Linked DNA regions of Rattus norvegicus: region 1 is linked to region 2. Evidence: chromatin contacts called from public Hi-C data. All regions are on one chromosome and are shown on one strand. Each heading gives the region's core, a stretch centred on a gene start, on an enhancer-like site or on the middle of the called end of the contact. The rest is flanking DNA. Distances are from core to core; before and after follow the strand shown. Region 1 holds the start of Lin7a (lin-7 homolog A, crumbs cell polarity complex component). Region 2 overlaps Acss3 (acyl-CoA synthetase short-chain family member 3).

Region 1 (2,700 bases), core at 17-2,516, 220 kb before region 2:
GGGCCCTCTAGTTTAATCCTCCAGAAAGAGAAATTTTAGAGGGACAAGGACTAAATCATTTTCTTCTGAGCACAGCATTTTCAAATGGCTGCACCGGGTCCTAAGCCCCGCCGCTGCGGACCCAGAGCTAGAGGTGCCCTCTCTCTGCAGAGCTGGGACTCTGGCGCCCTAGTAACTGGACCCGGTGAGGCAGAAAGGAAACTCCCATTTACAGCCAGGTACTACTCCGGTGCGCTAGGCAGGGCCGGATCCTAGAGGAGAAACCGGTAACCAGGTTTGTGAAGGTTTGAGCAAACGCTGTTTCCCATTCAACCAAAGAGTAGGACGCACAGGTCACAGGCTAGAAGTTAAACAGTTACCCAGCCTGCGCTTTGTCTCCGCGCCTTCTGCAGCCCAGGCACTGAGGTGCACTTGGCTGGTGAAGAACAAGGTTTGCTGGAGCAGGAAACAGGAGTTGCTATCGCCCTGAAACTGCAGGGTGAGGGAGTACCGCGACCCGAGCCGCAGCTCCGGACCGCATGCCGGAGCCAAGCCGGCTGGGCTCTTGGATGCGATGTCCCCGAGCCGGCGAAGGTTGCCCCGGCTCTGCTCTGCCCTTTCGCCCGAGGGCAGGGCCCTGGCTCGGCAGCCCGGAGGCTTTGCACCCAGCTACCCATCCAAGCGCCCTGCCGCCTTGGGGCGATCTCCCTGTCACCGCAGCTGCACAGACCCCTCGTTTCCAGCGCAGGGACAAACTTCCTCCCTCCGGGTCCCCGCGCCGGCAGTTGGCAGTTGGCTTCCCCACTGGTCCCTTAGCAGCGTTAGCTGGAAGGGCTTTCTGTGCCCATCTCCAACCTCCAGTCACTAGCGCTCAGCGGTCCCTGCTCATCCTCTCCAACAAAGCCGGGGCTCGGAGGCGACCCGGAGAGGGACTGAGACTGGCAGCTGAAGCATCGAGCTCTGGCAAGCACCCACGCCCCGGCGAGCGCAGCAAGAAGGGGCGGCAGGGACCAGGCGAGGAGAGAGGGGAAGAAAGTGTCCTGTTCTGGGCGCGAAACCCTCCTGGGTTGATCCTCCTCCCCCAGCTGCCCCTGCCCGAGCGCATCCTGCCTTCCCTGTGGGACTGGGCAGAATGGAAGGCGAAACCGTGCGGACTGTGTGGCCTGACGGACCAGCCGCTCCCTTACCTCTGTCCAGAGTAAGCGGCTGGACCACTGTCAATGTCGCCATGTCTGCCGTGGGAGCCGAAGTGACGCTCGGCTTCAGCATCAGCAACCGCTTGTAGTGAGAAAAAGAGGAGGAGATTGGGGGCGGGGGTGGAGAGGGAAGACGGAAAGGAGGGGGAGGAGGGGGAGGCAGGAAGGTGGTGATGGAGGAGAAGAAAGCTTGGGTGGGTTGGTAGCCAGATGGAGATTCAACTGTTCCGCCGCGGCGAATCTTCAGTGCCGCGCCAAGCAGGGCAGGTATCCGCGAGCGCCTGCATGGCCAGGAGCTGAGAAAGGAACGCTCAGCCCTAGAACTTTGCTCGCCCACCTATCGGGAGCCCTGGCTGGGTGTAGCAGGTTTGCTGTCTTTCAACTTTCCACCCAAGCTTAGTGGTCAGAATGCACTCGAACACAGAGGAAGAGGACACGGAAGCGGGAGAGACAGTAGAGAGAGGTGGGGACAGAATTCTTTTCAGATTAAGAACATTTTCAACCTCCCTTTCCACATCCCTTTCCAGGGGAAACGCCACTAGTTATGGGAGATGTGGCTATATATCACTGTAGTTGCTGTTAATTTCTGTTGAAGCTTTTTGTTTAGAAGGTCCCCTCCCAACAGTACAAGGGTACCGGAGGGCCAGGGTTCTGTAAGTCAGTGTTTATTTAGAAGCTGGGTTTATTGCCTAGGAAAATAACTTGCCTTTACAAGCAAACTTCCTTAAAAGGTTTTAAAATAAAAAATGAAAACAACAGTTTCTGTCAGTGAATGATATTTAACTGGGACCCTCTCGTGCTAATCTAGAAGAAACGTGCATTCAGAGCTGTTATGTATTGATTAATTAGCAGGGATGGGAGGAGTTGAGTCACGGATGTTTGGTACCATTTACTACATCTTAACCTGGGGATTCTTTTTTTTTCTGCACCCTCTGAATTACAGGTAGATAACGTTAAAGGCCTGGTTTCAGAACCAGTCGATCATGTTTCAGTTCCCGAAGACTTAGATACTGTGAGCCCTTTATCCCAACTTCCATGAAATTTTCCCCAAGCCTCATTTCCTTATCAAATCATGAAGAAGCATGGAGAAGCCTCCTCTAGGCATAACAGAGATGAGGGAGCACAGGGCTGGGATAAGGATGCTGCCCTTCCCTGTGACTATGACCAATGCTATGTTCTGTTAATGATACCCAGAGGGGAAGGGAAGGAAGCAGATATTCAGCAGTAATTGAAAAGTCAAAGATGATTGGCCATCTAGCTATCCAACAGATCCTTAGAGACACACTGAACGTAGTATTTCTTATACTTATCTTTAACAGTTTTAGGTTTAAGAACTTTGATCATGAAAGTCAACTTTCCGTCACTCATATTATCTGACAAACTCTCAGTCCCTTGTAGATCCCCAGTTTTTACATCTGTCAATCACTTCACAGCTTCATTCAGTTGGAACGTGATCATGTAATAGGAGGAAACTGATCCTAATTTGCAAGGTCTGGGCTATTTCTAAGCTTTTGATGGAAAAGAA
Region 2 (2,700 bases), core at 32-2,531:
CGGTTCTTTCTCTGATTCCTTCAACGGGGGTCCTGTTCTCAGTTCAGTGGTTTGCTGCTGGCATTTGCCTATGTATTTGCTGTATTCTGGCTGTGTCTCTCAGGAGAGATCTACATCCGGTTCCTGTCGGCCTGCACTTCTTTGCTTCATCCATCTTATCTAATTGGGTGACTGTATATGTATGGGCCACATGTGGGGCAGGTTCTGAATGGGTGTTCCCAAAGGTCCATTTTAGTGGGTCTTCTTATTGCTACCACAAAATTCCTCATTCCCCGCCATCAAAAACCCAAACCAAAAGACAGAAAATGAAACAGAAATAAACTATAAAGCTTAGAGAGTTTAATACATACTCCAATACACAATTCAAGGCTACTATCCATCATGATAGAGAGGTCAAGAGAGCAAAATTTTGAGGCAGGTAGTTATGTTATATCCACAGTGAATATGTGTGTGTGTGTGTGTGTGTGTGTGTGTGTGTGTGTGTCTGTGTGTCTGTGTGTCTGTGTGTGTGTGTGTTGAGAGGGGGGGCATGTACATTGCCACTGGGTATGTGTGGTCAGAAGAGCACTGAAGATATTGATTCTTGTCATCCATTTTGCTGAAATATGTCCCTTGTTTCCTGATCTAGATTCTCTTATATCTACCTCCCATTTCTGTCGGACACTGTGATTACAGCCATACACTATTTAATAGAACTTTCCATGAGTTCTATCTATTTAAACTCAGATCTTCATGCTTGCATAGCAAATAATTCCCCCACAGAGCGATCACCACAGCTCCCCTATAGACAACTTTTCACTCATTAACCTTCACTCCTTGTGCCCTTAAGCTTCTGGTCATGTCATTGTGTAAAATAAATTCAGTCCATCATAAAGAACTTATAGTATTTAGTAATACTAATACTGTTGAATAGTCTAAAGACTAAGTCTCTTCCGGGGATCAGAACAATTACTTGATTTTGAGCTTCTATAAAATTAAAAATAAAAGCATGTTTCATTGTTCCTATATACAGTGCACAGAACCAATAGTCCCATTCTATATAGAAGAAAGGGGACAGAGCCAGGAAAAGGGAAACAGAAAGATTGAAATCCGGTGGGGACAAATTCCAAATCCTGTAGCTCCATGCCTGGCACCTAGAGATTGTGGTGGAATCACCTGGGAGGAATTACCTTGAGTGCTTAATCCTGCAGCTCTGCCACCTGAAGCACATATAGCCTATCCATTGGGCCACCTCTACTCTGTGTAACCAGCTTTTCTTGGCAGCCTCTCCATGGTCTTGGCATCTGCAACATCTTTGTATCTTCATTGCAACTTGAACTTCATCATCAGGGCTTTACACAGTGACCCTGGGAATTTGCACAGAATACAGCCCTGGTTCATATTGCCTTGTTGCAGTGACCTTGTAGAACCTTGGCATGATTCCATGATTTCATATTTCCCTCACTCTTGTATCTTTTACTCCTGTAAACAAGTACCATGTATGTAGCACTGTCTAGATTTTTTTGTCTTGTAGGCGTTGAGTCTGTCTCCCTTGAGCCAAGATTGCATTGATATTCACTGGACCTAGGGTCTTTGATAGGTATACTCTGTCTCGGCTCTCTTCAAATTGATTTCTATTTTCAAAAATGGAGCCTTGCAAGGGTGGAATTGTGTCCACAGGAGACCGATTCTGTTGTATCCATGAAGAACAGCTGATTTCTCTCGAATGACACTAAACAAATATGAATGCTTTAGAGCATGACTTGTTTGTAACTTTGAATTCATTAATACTGTTTATCTTAACCAATTACATATTTTTAAGTATCTTTCTGCTTCATCTCTCTCAATCCCTTAATCCCTCCCACCCTCTCCCCCCCTCATCTGTCTCCTTCTTTCTGCTTGATCCTTTCAATTTCTTTCAATGTAGATATGAGCAATTGTCAGTAAATATGACATAACTCCAATGGGAACCTGTCTTGAGATTTCTTCTGCCAAACATTAACTTTACTTTGGGATTGAGCCACGATAAAGTTCTCACGGCACAGGTAGAATTCGACCAGATTATCTCCCAGAACACAACATAGGTGACCTCTAGCCCAGTTTCTGATAGCTTTTGGAACCTCTTGAATAAGGCTGCTGCCATGTGAATTTAGCATGGCATCCTGTCCTTCCAAACTCCCAGCAGATGGCATTAGCTTATCAAGTTACATTTGTGGGGGATTTCCTAACCAGTATTTCAGACTGCCCAACGTTTTCCCTGGAAAACCAGTTCCAAAGGCCTAAGAACCACAGAGTCAGGTCATCGCAGATCCAAACACAGTGCAGATTTTCTGGGAAATAATTTTCCTGTTGCCTTGACAATACTCTACAAATAACTTTGTAAACAAATGTCTTTTATATTTCCCACAAAGTTCCAGGGTACACTGAACTTATTCCCTCTTTATCACACAGTCGAGGACCATAGTCCATGGAATAGAAACACGCACTCTTAGCTTGGCTCATTCTATTTCAATTAGTCTAAACTAGAAAATCCTTCACAGACCTACCCAGAAGTTTGTGTCTTAGATAATGAAGAATGTAGACAAGTTGTCAATTGACATTAACTGTCACAAAGCCCATGCCAGTCCTCTGGTATCTGATGAATCAACTTCTTTTGTAACTCTCCTAATGAATACAGTCCTTTCCAGCCCAGTGAACTGGAGATCAAACTATGACCTCTTT

The links. Hi-C and Micro-C count contacts between places; a contact is called where the count stands out from the background.
Region 1: a contact with region 2 is called in a Hi-C map of liver, with 5 times the contacts expected there. The contact joins the promoter of Lin7a here to the enhancer-like site in region 2. A contact is called at or near these places in 4 of 12 Hi-C or Micro-C datasets (the A7r5 cell line, kidney and liver).

The regions. Positions count from the first base shown.
Region 1 is chr7:44,472,134-44,474,833 of GRCr8, reverse strand. Lin7a (lin-7 homolog A, crumbs cell polarity complex component) reads right to left here and starts at 1,266. Exons shown (of 6, transcript NM_001408921.1): 1 at 1,167-1,266. The coding sequence starts at 1,248.
Region 2 is chr7:44,256,657-44,259,356 of GRCr8, reverse strand. All of the region lies in intron 5 of Acss3 (acyl-CoA synthetase short-chain family member 3), which reads left to right. Among named protein-coding and RNA genes, the nearest start is that of Acss3, 79 kb to the left of the region's middle. Within about 2 kb of position 1,281, at least 1 of the 93 cell types and tissues checked has an H3K27ac peak or open chromatin away from gene starts, as enhancers often do. A contact at or near this core is called in liver, where this site is marked.